4 separate regions of the Zea mays genome follow, and regions 2, 3 and 4 are each linked to region 1. A link is a contact called in public Hi-C data. All regions are on one chromosome and are shown on one strand. Each heading gives the region's core, a stretch centred on a gene start, on an enhancer-like site or on the middle of the called end of the contact. The rest is flanking DNA. Distances are from core to core; before and after follow the strand shown. Region 1 holds the start of LOC109944053 (probable GTP diphosphokinase RSH3, chloroplastic). Region 2 holds the start of LOC103643033 (copper transporter 5.1). Region 3 holds the start of LOC100273525. Region 4 holds the start of LOC100275355.

Region 1 (3,352 bases), core at 593-3,092:
TTCCATTTTAGTCCCTAAATTGCTAAATACGTCTGTTTTAGTTTCTGTATTTGTCAATTTAAGAACTAAAATGAATAAAATGGAGGGACTAGAAAGTAGTCCTTAGAAACCAAACACCCCCTTGGACCTTGTTAGGTTTGAAGTTGATTGAGAGAGATTGGAGGGGATTTAATCCCCTCCTATTCAAATTTAAATAGAAGCGGATTTAATCCCCTCCAATCTCCTCAAATAACGGCAGTTGATTCAGCCAACAACTAGATAATACACAGAGGAAATAACAGTATTTTCCAATCCCACTAAAAACACTCAAGATCTAAGGAAAAAGGAACGCATACCCCTTCCACGAGATCGGCAACCCCAGCACCAAAAATATGGAATATGTGATCATAGTCAATGAATGAATCATCAATGGAGTCGTGCAGAAGCCCAGCCGAGACAACTGTTGCATTTGCGCCAATCTTGGCGAGTAGCACAGCTGTCTCCACACAATGTTGCAGGTATGGATCACCACTCGCCCGCATCTAATCACAGAACAAAAGCAGAAACAAGATTCAGTAACTAATGCACAGACTATTCAGGAACGAGCGATTCAGCTAGAGGTTGGAATTTTTTATTTACCTGGCCACGGTGAGCCTTCTCGGCCTCCAAGAAGGCCCTCACGACCAGCTCCTCGTGGAAGATGCGGTGGCAATCCTGGGCACTGGTGAGCAGCTCTCGAGCATATGGCTCGCAGGCAGGGCCAGCCTCCAAGAGGTTCTCGTCGAGCTCGAACGCGAGCTCGCCCGCACCGACCTCCGGGCGAGGGCTGGTGGGCGGCGCGTAGTCAACGCAGGAGCCGAGCGCGTTGCGCACGAAACCAGCGAAGAGGCGTTCGCGGTCTCGGGCGGCGAGCCAAGAAGCCGGCGGGCTCCGGGATGGTGAAGAGGAGGACAGCCCCTGGAACACCGACACGGGGCTGTGGTGGTGGTGCGGGTCCCGCCACTTGAGCGGTGAAGACGAGTGCGAGTGCGAGTAGGGGTACCCGCCCCCGCCGGCGGCGGCGCTCAGGTCGTCGGATCTATCGTGCCACAGCGCGCCGAGGTCGTCATGAGCCGGGTTGCGGGGTGGTGCGGCCGCAGCTGCCGGCGAGGAGAAGAGGCAAGACAGGCCGCCGCCGCCGCCGCCGGAGGGCAAGCGGTGCGAGGCAGCGGGCGGCAGGAGCGCAGCGGTGGTGCACGGCGACGAGCCGCGGGAGGTCGGGTCGAACTCCGAAGAGTAGACCGCGCCCGGCGGACTGGTGTACAGGGAAATTGCGGGCAACGACATCGCCGGAATCGGGGATGCCTCTGACGCGCTCGAACTGAAACTGAATTCCGCGGCGAAACCAGACGGGATTGACGTCGAAGGCAGCACAGAATCTGATGCCCAGATTTGATCTCAGTAGGTGGAGTCGACGAATTAATCGGACAAAAAAATGTGTAGTAATTAGGCGGTGGAAACAGCTGAAATCAAATCTGCAGATTACACGAATTCAATGCCGAAAGTGAGCTCGGTGCGATCAAGCAGGAGGAATTTGGTGGGGAGGGCGAGGAGAAAGCTGGGAAATGGGGAAACCTGTTTTCCCTCGCGAATTAAATTAGGTTGCGTCCAGTCTGCTACTGCGTGTGCGTGAAGAGAACGAATTTGGGACCCTCCGCGCTAATTATGGGAAAGCGGCTGGCATCCAATATCTCGAAACCGCCCGGAATCTTCTATCGTGTTGCCGGAGTTTTGGCCGTTAACTAGTTTTGTTTTTGCTGGTCCTGTCAGCTTTAGCGAAAGATTCAAGTATTGGTGGTGAGAGTGTTGTATGGAAACGAAGAATCCTAATCTTAATCATTTATACTCTTATTAAATTCTAAGCCCGTGAAAGCTCTATATATCATAATCTTAGACTTCTATCTTATATGTGTATATATATGTTCTACTGTTTTTATCTATTGTATTAGCAATAACAGACGGGATATCGTAACGGCTGATGACGCGTTTTATTCTATAGAAGATTATAAACTTTAGCACCGAAAAGATCCAAACGAGAGTGCTAAAAGTGAAGTGGTAGTTATTAATGGTTTAGCTCCATCAAGATGTGTTAAAGCGAGCCAAGGTAAGAAAAAACATCTCCTACCATCCTCACCCCACACTCTCTCTTTCTCCCATCCTATATTAATTAGGGATATCACGTGATAAATTTTGACACTATCCATATGCATGTGTTAAATTTTAGCAGAGCTAAAGTTTAGCGCATGAGATCCAAACAAGTTTTAAAACTAGCCTCACGAGTGAATGCTTGGAGCATATATGAAATTACTCTCAAAGTTTGTTTAGGAGGGCTCCCAAACCGGTTTTGACTTCGTGCAAGAGCCTTCTATATGGTGCCAAAAAACAACTCCCAACGAAGAGTACTTAGAAGTCGAAACCACTTGGAAGAAGCTAGTGCCAAAAAATGGCTCTGGCGGCTCCTTCCTCACTCCCGGCCATGTACCCGCCGATGTGGTTTTGTGCCATCCTTTTGCATTCTCACTCAGTATAGACGCTCCAACAGGTGGTCCGATCCAACATGATACATCAGACTCACATGTTTCTGTTAGATAAAAAAACAGCTAAAATATACATTGGAGAGGGGGAATCAAACTCACGCGGCCTCGTACTAGAGGCGAACGTCCACTGGCTACGATCGGCTACAGTTGGGCTCTTGTTTGTGTGTATCCAATAGCCAATAGATATTGTAAATATGTAAATTGTTGGATGTTTCAAAAAAATGTACCGATCCGTTTAGCACGATCCATTTAATCATCTATACCGTTTAGCGTCCGTCGCTGTGGCCCAATCAATGGTGAAACTTCTATTAGCATTGTCAGCTAGACGCCCAATCGGCTAAACAATTTTTTACAGATTTGGGTAATGACATCTATGGTGGTCTTACTGCGACTACTTTTACAGATTACTGTGACTACTTTACGCCTAAAGTCATTGGACAAACCGAGACATGTCCTTTCTAAATAAAATTTGCCGTATGCAAAACCTTATTCATTCACGTCCCTCTGGCCACAGCTAATCACCCTCGATATGATGTCAATACGCCATTATCATACCGATAAAAGCAATACAAAAGCAAAATGCTCCTACAATAATAATTAAAAAACTTTCTAGAAGGTGCTACAGCTGCCCGACTAGCTCTAGATATTGTGGAGTGGAGTGGCGTGGAGTGGAGTGGCGTGGCGGCCATTTTTCTAATCAGTTCTTCTTCCTGCACACTCCCGACAAGCTCCTATAAAAAGCCCTGGAGATTCGGCCGGCAAAATTTTCGAGGCAACGTATTATCTTAGGGGGTGTT
Region 2 (3,384 bases), core at 623-3,122, 320 kb before region 1:
TGCACCAGGTAAAGACTGCAGGCAGGCATTCCTTTAGACAACTGACACTTGGTATTTGCAGGAATTGGGATACGAAGAGAAAAGAGAAGCATCAGAAGTAGAGGCAGCAGCCAGCCAGAAACCCGGGAATCTACTGAAGCAACCTGTAGTAGCCGGCGATCTACTGAAGCAGATCTACTGAAGGCTGTTGCTGTGTCGTCTGATCTCCGATGAGATGACGATCTGACTAACTACCAGAACTTGGGTTGTAGTAGATGAGCAAGCCGTCGCATCTGCTCGGTCCGGCCGATGCCGGTTGGCCATCATCATGGTACTGATTGACTGAAGAAGGAACCATGAGCCGATGGATAGATCTATCCGCACGTTAGTCGTACGTGTCGTGTTCCCTGCCCTGCACGCCCGCCCGATCTTCGCCGCGGTAGGCAGGCAGCATAGCAGGTCACTGCTCTGCGCACTGTCTCCATGCCATTGTCCGCGGGCCAACCTGACGCGCGTTCTGTCAAGAAGGCGGCAGCAGCTTCTGTTTCCGCCGGCTCGCACGGTGCCGATCAACTCAGATAGCTAGACCGATGGATTCGGGAGCTGGCACCGAATCTCGCTGGGATTGATCTAAGAACTCACCGTCGCCTGAGCAGTTGGATCTAAGAAGAGACGCAAGAACCCTAAACGCCCTAGTTGAGACAGGGAGCAAGAAGAATACCGGTGAGAAGCAGCCTCCGGAGGAGATCGACGCCAGCAGGCGTGAGGAATCCGGTCTCCGTGCCACAGTTGTCACGCGTATGCGGCGTGCCCTTTGTGGCTGTTGCCCTAATCCATGAGCGGCCTATTGCCTGCGTGCCTCCGGGATATTTCCCACCCCGCAGCGACCGGGCCTAGTTCCAAGGCCTGGGTGACGAGGAAAGGCCGGGAAGTAGCCCATGTCGGGCTTAACCGAACGCGCATTTCTGATGGACAGGGATAATTTCCAGGCGGGAGCGATCCATGGGGTTCTGGGCTCCATCCCGGCCGGTAACTCCATAACCAAACATGGCCTAAGGGAGCCCCTTCCCCCCACCCACCACCAGCACCAAACAACATGGTACTCGCTCTGTTGTGATAAAGTACAGCTCTATAGTATAGCGCCAAATAAAAGCATCTTCATTTTGGTCAATCTATATAATATTAATAAATATATTTAGGAATATCATGCAATATATTTTGATAACACTCCTATATGATGTAAGAAAAATACATTTTTTATAATTTTACCATCGTTTTAGATAGTCGAAATAAAAGATTAGAACTAAAATCACATTCTTTTCACGATCGCCGAATGGAATATTCCTTGTTTGTTTCAGCTTCTGTCCGTCAAAAGCTGATTTTAGGTGCCAAACACGTAGCTATTTGGTCTGATTTTCCGGCAAGCGCTTGGCGCTGAATCTGCTGTTACACAGGCTGAGAAAAGCGACCATCCTGCCGCGTCTGGAAGAAGTCGGTCGGATTCTCGATGCTTGGCCAATGGCCTTCCGTACCTTTTGTTTCTACCATCATTACATTCGTCCATTATACTATAATGATGTTATTTTGGAGTAAACCACATGTAGCGCGTAGTGTAGGGTATTTGTTGCATGCACCGTTATTTTAGGAATTACGGAATAATTTAGTTTTTTTTATGGCGGTTATGAATAAATAGGCAAGTAAAAATGTTACGTACACGAACGGATCACATTAGCGTGATAATTGACACATAAGAGTATTTTGGACATTTTGTAATGGGAGCTTAGAATCAGCCCACGTAGAATCAATATTTCCAAACGCCCAGATTATCTACACATCGATTCTTTCCAGCTAGATTCTTATAAAACTAGTCAGAAAAAAAAGTCTAAACATACATGCCCATTTGTCATGGCTGGCCTTGTTACCGGACACGGCACCTACCCACTGCGTACTACCCCTCCTCTACCACCGCCGCCTACTTGCCGGGAAACCGACCCGATTCCAGTGGCTCGGATGTAAATTGATCCAAACGGCGTGCCTCATGCCGCACCCGCCGCATCCCTCTATTAAAATCTCACCGGTTTCTTTCCTCGCCGGCAATCCTCCTCCTTCTTTCCCCTCGCCGATCCCAGGTCCCAATCTTTTCCTTCTCCGCCCTCGCCGCCGGCCAACATGATGCACATGACCTTCTACTGGGGCAAGTCCGCCACGATCCTATTCGACGGCTGGCGCACCTCCACGTGGCTCGGCTACCTTCTCTCCCTGGTGGCCCTGCTCCTCGCCGCCGCCTTTTACCAGTACCTCGAGGCCTTGCGGGTCCGCGTGAAGCTCATCGCGGAAGGATCCGCCAAGCCAGCCTCCTCCATCCCTCCACCCGCCAGCTCCGACCCGCGGACGCCGCTCCTCGCGCCCGCCTTCGCCGGGCGCTGGCCGCCGCGTGTGGCCGTGGCCGCGATGTTCGGGGTCAACTCCGGCCTCGGCTACCTCCTCATGCTCTCCATCATGTCGTTCAACGGCGGCGTGTTCATCGCCGTCGTCGTGGGCCTCGCGCTCGGGTACCTCGCGTTCCGCAGCAGCGACGGCGAGGATCTCGTCGTCGTCGACAACCCCTGCGCCTGCGCGTAAGGGTGTCGGGCTCGCCGGATTGCCTTGTCCCCAGGTTTGCCTTGCTTGTTGATGTTGTAGTATAACACAGGTATCATAATAAAAAATCATGTACAGATCCAATTGTGCGTTTGGAGGACTTGCAGTGTTCAGGTGTGTTTGGGGTGCATTGTAGGGTAAAGAATCAGATTAATGTATCTGAGCCTCTGAGGAGATGGTTTAACTGTTTTTGAGATCAAATTTGACAAGCTCTAGAATGAACATATCTATTTTGTTTGCGATGTTACTAATCCAAGAAACGGAAAGGCCAACTGCATGGAGTATATATATCTATTCAATTTGGAAGAATATGAAGATAGCTAGCTTAGGCTATCTCGATCAGCTCTATCTCACTTTCACTCTATAAACAGTACTACGATGCAAAACAATGTTTTACGCGGTCATATACACAATCTATTGGACAGATCCTTACATATGATCACTAGAAAGGGAAGGCTTGTCCTCTATTGCCTGTTTATGAATTGTACCCCGTAGCTACCTGTCCCTACGCCTGTAAGCCTGTTTGTAAAGTACAGCAAAAGGTAATGGATGGGGAAACCATTGTTATGTTTGTTGTAAAAGCACTCCTATTGTGTGTATATATATGAAAAATTTAATCAGGTGGGGACTATTCGTCCCCCCGTCGACTGTAAAAAAACAGACTTGTTTAGAATTGCCAGTAAAAATTTCAGGTTATATCATCACATTCGTTCGTTGATGCTTTGTTATCTTTATGCTGAGCTAATAATGTAGTCTAGCCTGCCA
Region 3 (3,114 bases), core at 528-3,027, 300 kb after region 1:
GAAACTGAAAATCCCATAGAAAAATGAGGTTGCCAAACTAGCCCTAAGGCATTTCTTTTCCCTGTAGTATACATGGATAGCTCAACAGCACAAGACTAATAAGATCAAAATTCTGGTCGGTACACTTTCCAGAAAGTACATTGCAGGCAACATGGATCTTTCTATAAAAGCAAGACCTGAATGGTAGAACTGCTAGAGGGGACCAAATTGTTTCTGAAACCTTGCTATGCATGCCTAGTACCAGAAAAAAAGCTCCAGCTTTTCATGCAAAATGCAGTTTTCTTCTGAAAGTTTAGAAACTACATGATTTAGAAAAATAACTATTCTTCACGACATAAAAACAGTTCCCATGTGTCCACCTAAACCAAGTAGGATGAGAAAGAATAGTAAAGGGCAAGGAAATAGTACAAGAGAAGTGTTGGTGCTTTATAGTTTCACAAGACACCAGCACCATGCAGGTCCAAAGTGCATATATTGCACACTTCAAGTTCCACACTTCCACTAGTGGTACTAAGAAAATTTTCAGCGCTTTCTAAAAAAACACTGCGTCAAGACAACAGTAAGCCGTTTTTGCTGCTATATTTCAGATCTTGAGAAGCTACATAACTAAAACAGAGATTGGGACCAAACAGGCTGCCAACCTACTCACCAAGCACAAGGCCAAATCAAAGTACAATGAACTTTTGGACCCTTGCATAAAACAAAAAAGATAAATCATAGAGGAATTATCATTGCCGAGATCTCAGTGAGTACCCTGTCACTGAGATAGCTCCGAGTCTCTGAAAAGAAGAATTTCCTGAAAAGACAGCTATAAAGTCTCATAGGAATTAAATTCTTAATGCTTAAATAAAACTATATAAAAGACGAGGTTGATTAGCAATCAGTAACATTTGCGAAACAATACAAGGTAATAACACATAACTATTCCCAGTAACATTAGCAAAACACTGAATCTGCACTTTATAAAGACAATATCAATGACCAAATAAAGTAAACTTAAAGAACATGTGATGTAGGCAACAAACATCCAATTGATAGGTCCAACCAACCAAAGAAACAAATAACCTTTCAAAACCAATCACACTGCAGTTCTAGTTACTGTTAAATTCACGAGGACGACTGTGATTCCGGAAACAAAAAAACAACAACAAAATAGTAGGAGGATAAAGCACCTCTTGTATACGTCACCAAATGTGCCGCCCCATAGCCGCTTGCGGAAGAGACCCTCAGCGCATTGGTGTCCCTCCCATAGCTCGAGGCCCCCGGTGACGATGCCGGGGACAAAGACGACGGGGTGCTTAGCTCGCAGCCCCTCCTTCTGCAGCTTGACCCCGGGCGGGTCCGGGAGCGGCCCCGTGATGGCCTCGGTGACATACTGCGGGAACGAAGCTGGCATCGCGTTGTAGAGAAAGAGCAGCAACCACCAGGCGGAGCACACGCACCCGACCAGCCAGCAGCAGCTGTCCACGCACGACCACTTGGCCTTGGTCCGCCTCGTGGGCTCCTTGGACGGCGGCGCGGAGGACGAGGACGGCTTCTTCCCCTTGTCGTTGTCGTCGTGGTCGGACCCGTCGCCCTCCGAGGGCGGTAGCTGCTGCTGCTTCCGCCGCCGCAGGAGCGACATGGCGCGCGGCGGCGGTGGATCCAAAAGCGGCTAACTGCGCAGGGCCACCTGCATCCCCGGCCGCGGCTGCGGCGGCGGCGCCCGGTAGAAAACCCTAGGCGTCGGAGGAAGCGGGCAGGTCGAGGGGCAGTCGCGGCTTGGCAGCTTCGCGGGGTTCGCGCTTGTCTGAGCCTCTGAGGTCGTGCGAGAGGGAGAGAAGGGTCTGGGGGCACGGGGCACCGCGGCGTCCCAGGTCCACAGCGACCGCTCCCTTGTGCCCGGTGCACGTAGGCGGGTAATACCAATCGACTGGATCGCGAAGCCAGGTGCCCAGGTATGTGCGTCTGATCTCTGATGTAGGGATCAACAACGCCACAAGGCTAGGTGCTAGCGACGAAAACGGCTGTTAAAACCTCTCTCCAGTTTTTATTTCCATATTTTATGACTAAAAAGGATCGGATTTAGAATAGTCAAAAGCGAAAACTAAAAGGAATAAACGGTATAGAAAATGAACGGGAACTGAACTATTAAGCGAAAACTTATACTTTAATGTAAATATGCATTTTATTGATGGCTAAACGGTGACTGACTAACAAGATAATAACGTGAAATAAATAGATACAAAGAGGTAATATTTTTATCGTTGTTTACTTGTTAGTGATGTATATATAACTATGACTGATGTTGTTTGAGTTTTTAGGCACTTTGTCATCGAGGAGAACCAATGGCTAGAATAATATCTCATATTATAATTTGTGACGTAAGTATATGAGACTTTAGCTATTGCACTAGTACATACTGGGCCGATTCTGGATTTTTTATATATAGAATAAATACGGGCTCAAGCCGAATAAAAAGGGATTGTACAAAAATGGATGAGATAGATCATCTTCCATGTTCATCTTATTTTTGATTTTTTTTCTAAATACGAAAATATATGCAGGGGCGACGGCAGAGGGGCAATGTCTCCCCTAATGCTCCCCTAATTCTACAGGATATCTTAGGTTTTTAGCTAATTTTTATGTAAATAGTGTAAAAATGCTTCTAATAGCCCCCTAATCTAATTTGGTCCTCCTAATTTTGAATTCTGGCTTCACCCCTGAATAGATGGGTCAAAATATGGAAATGGTACGAGTTGAGACGACTCATTTCCTAACTCTAGGTGTAGGAAGGCTTCGTGTTTCCGTAAATGGAATACGCGTAACTCTAGAGGTGTAGGAAGGCTTCGTGTTTCCGTACATGGAATACGGTGAGGCGAGGTAGGAGCTGCGAGTTGGCTGGCTCGACTCATGACAGTCCATGGGGCCAGACTGGCACTCAAAGGGTGGTGATAGGAGACCATTTCAGTTACCACCAATACAATTGTGATTCGATCACAATCAGTGTAATGCTGAAACTGAAACGTTCATTTCTCATCGATGAAATTGTTCTTTTCTCATCCATCATAATAGGACTGGAGGGACTCCAAACTTCGGTATCTTATGGCATTTTAACTTTATATATATGTCTTT
Region 4 (3,090 bases), core at 524-3,023, 350 kb after region 1:
TCCATATTTTCTCACTGGGTTTTTTGGGAGTTTTAATGAGGCATGTGTTGGTCGCGGTATTCGCCCAAGGGGAAGTGTTGAGAAACCCTAATGAAGGGTTATGTGGGCAAATACCGAATATGCCCCTGAGGGCAATCACGTTTCTATATATAGAACATGTACCCCTCATATGGAACAGAGATCAGAAAGAGGCCAGAGGCCCAACCCTATATCCAGTGTCTCGTGTGTTTCCTCTGTCGTGTTTATGGGAAGGGAGACGGGTTCTCTACATCTTCTTGCGCCTCTACTGCTGACGGGAGGGAAGGGAGCGGATCTGATGATCCGTGGTAACGTAGTTCTCAACACCCTTGTCCCTTTGATGGCATCCCCGTATCTTGCCGTGCCCATACACGACTGCAAGTCTGGAACTGGAAGACACTCTTGTGTACGTAGGCACAAGGCGGGACAAATACTCCATTGATTATATCACTGGATCAGTCCATCAGATGACAAGGCATACCCATGTCCGCTGTCCGGTCCGGTCCAGTCCAGACCATGGTTATCTCAGCAGTAAAGCCCATTAAGTAAAGAAAAAAAAACATTCAAAGGCGACAGGGCGCCGCAAAAGGGCCAGGATGATGGGCCGGGACCTCGACCGGCTCGTGCCTCTGAAATGGCTGTCTTCATCGTCTACCAGACGACCTCCAGCGGTCTCCGGGCTCAACGAAACGGAGGACGGAGCCTTCCCCACCCCTCGGGCCTCCTCATCAGGCCGGCGGCAGCCAACGCCCCCCTCCCTGATCAAAGTAATCATGCTGCAAGCCGAGATGCAGACAAAGCAGCCTTAACTAAAGACGAAAAGGATTAGCGGAGCAGTTGCGGCTACTACTAGTTGGTTGGGAGACAGCACGAGCCCCACTACCCCGCCGGCTCCGGCTCGATGCCGCCGCCCCGCCACCACCACTGACCACCCGCCCACCGCGCGCATGTGCCCGCCCCCCTCGACCACTCCACTCATGCGTGAGGTGTGTACGGAGACATTTCCTTCCGCGCCGTGCTTTCCCGGCCTACGGAGGAGTATGCGCAACCGCAGCGCAGCCGCGGCGCGGGAGCCGGCTGGCTTGGCTTCCGACGACGCGCCTACGCTACGCGGATGATGGGCGGACGCTTTGATTGATGAGCGGAGGCGGAGCGGGCATGATTGATGGCCAGGTGGGGTGCCCCGCCGTTGGATGGATGACGAGTTGGCGCGCGAAGCGGTGTCACATCACTCATTCGGTTTTGGCCTTTGGTGCGGCGGCCGGCGGCCATTGCCCATAGCGGATGAGCAGAGCTGCAGAGGCGAGGGCAGAGTACAATGTACTGTACAAACCAGACACACACACACACAAAAAAAAAAGAGCAAAACGGCCTTCGACCCGTCGTCCGTCTCTCCTACGACGGCGACTGCTACCTCAATCACAGTCAGCTCTCAAACGGTCGGTTCTTGACGGAACGACGGCAGTCACTCGAGCAGTCGAGTCACGGCAGATTTGAACTTTCTTCCGCTGCAGGCCTTGGCCTTCTCTTCACTTTTCCAGGAACCCTACCTACCTACCCCCACGGCTTGGCAGGAGCACCTGCACGCTGCACGAGTGAAAAAGGCATCGCGATCCCGACTGACAGACGCAGCCCACACGGATTAAAATTTAAGGCGTCAGTGAAACTTTGCGTCGATCATTTAAGGCGCAGCCGCAGATAAACAAACGCCCACTCGCCCCTCGCGTCGCGCCCCCTGCCATCAAGGCCAGATCCTAGCCCGCCATTAATGCCGCTACTAGCCCGAGCTCCACGAGATCAGAGAGGCGGCGGCTGGGCTGAGGCCCCGTGTTCGCGCCAGGCCAGGCGTGGCCACCGTGACACGCGCCGACGCCGTTTATAAAAGCGCACCGCCGCCGCCCGCCCTCGCCTCGGGTTCTGCATGCTCTGCGCCTCACTCTCTGTCACCGCGCGTCCGTGTCCGTCACCAGACCTTGGCGGCCGCGTAGCGTAGGATGCTCACGTGCATCGCGTGCTCCAAGCAGCAGTTCTCCGGCGGCGGCCCGCCACTGCACGAGCCGCCGGAGGACGACGATGTCGTTGGTGGAGGCGCCGGCACCAGCGCCGGCGCGGCGACGCCGAGCACACGGCACGCCATCAAGGCGCTCACCGCCCAGGTGGGTTCTCGCCTTCTCGGGACATTCTTTTGGTTTTTTATCAGGGAGTGGATTCTGGTCTGAATTTTACCAGATTCACCACCCCACCTCCACCCCCTTGCAATCTACCCTGTTCATACTTAGAGCTTGGAATCCAGCCCAGACATGTCGGGATTCAGGCTCTTGCGATTTGTCAACCTGTGCCAAATTTCCTGCCTCGTCCGAGGCCGTAGAATCAGATCGGACGGGATTTGGTTCGGGCGTGCCAACTGACGGGACCTTTTTTTTTCTGGGGGCTTCAGATCAAGGACATGGCGCTCAAGGCGTCGGGCGCGTACCGGCAATGCAAGCCCTGCGCGGGCTCCTCGGCGGCGGCCTCGCGGCGGCACCACCCGTACCACCACCGCGGCGGCAGCGCCTTCGGGGGCTCCGACGCCGACTCGGGGGCCTCCGACCGCTTCCACTACGCGTACCGCCGCGCGGGGAGCTCGGCGGCCTCGACTCCGCGATTGCGCAGCGGAGGCGCCGCCCTGTCGAGTGGCGACGCCACGCCCTCCATCAGCGTGCGCACCGGCACCGACTTCCCCGCCGGCGATGACGACGACGACGAGATGACGCCAGAAGCCACTGGCGGATGTGGTGGCAAGGACGACGACGCCAAGGAGTGGGTGGCGCAGGTGGAGCCCGGTGTGCTCATCACTTTCGTCTCACTGGCGGAAGGTGGCAACGACCTAAAACGCATTCGATTCAGGTGCGTTCCTTTCGCTCCTTCCTTGGGATGAATTTTCAGTCCTGCTTCACAAGTCGATTACTTGATCACAAATGATTCCGTTTGTTTTATCCTTTTGAGCAAACTTGGTTGAGTTTTTTGTGTGACGCTGTGAATACCTGGTGTTTGGTAGAGCATGTCCAGATAGATGATACAAATTGTGACTTT

The links. A called contact is a pair of places that touch in the nucleus more often than the background predicts.
Region 2: a Hi-C map of tassel shows a contact between it and region 1, with 2.3 times the contacts expected there. The contact joins the promoter of LOC103643033 here to the promoter of LOC109944053 in region 1. A contact is called at or near these places in 4 of 25 Hi-C or Micro-C datasets (bundle sheath, ear, endosperm and 1 more).
Region 3: a contact with region 1 is called in a Hi-C map of leaf, with 4 times the contacts expected there. The contact joins the promoter of LOC100273525 here to the promoter of LOC109944053 in region 1. A contact is called at or near these places in 3 of 25 Hi-C or Micro-C datasets (ear, leaf and tassel).
Region 4: a Hi-C map of tassel shows a contact between it and region 1, with 2.0 times the contacts expected there. The contact joins the promoter of LOC100275355 here to the promoter of LOC109944053 in region 1. A contact is called at or near these places in 2 of 25 Hi-C or Micro-C datasets (ear and tassel).

The regions. Positions count from the first base shown.
Region 1 is chr2:189,526,342-189,529,693 of Zm-B73-REFERENCE-NAM-5.0, forward strand. LOC109944053 (probable GTP diphosphokinase RSH3, chloroplastic) reads right to left here and starts at 1,843. Exons shown (of 6, transcript XM_023301674.2): 1 at 619-1,843; 2 at 336-521. The coding sequence starts at 1,305.
Region 2 is chr2:189,208,211-189,211,594 of Zm-B73-REFERENCE-NAM-5.0, forward strand. It overlaps LOC103643033 (copper transporter 5.1), which reads left to right and starts at 1,873. Exons shown (of 1, transcript XM_020548505.1): 1 at 1,873-3,186. The coding sequence starts at 2,149. The coding sequence ends at 2,601. It overlaps LOC103647463 (a long non-coding RNA gene), which reads right to left and starts at 1,080. Exons shown (of 2, transcript XR_562860.4): 1 at 701-1,080.
Region 3 is chr2:189,822,300-189,825,413 of Zm-B73-REFERENCE-NAM-5.0, forward strand. It overlaps LOC100273525, which reads right to left and starts at 1,778. Exons shown (of 6, transcript NM_001147943.1): 1 at 1,173-1,778. The coding sequence starts at 1,624.
Region 4 is chr2:189,875,907-189,878,996 of Zm-B73-REFERENCE-NAM-5.0, forward strand. It overlaps LOC100275355, which reads left to right and starts at 1,774. Exons shown (of 5, transcript NM_001360666.1): 1 at 1,774-2,174; 2 at 2,456-2,904. The coding sequence starts at 2,013.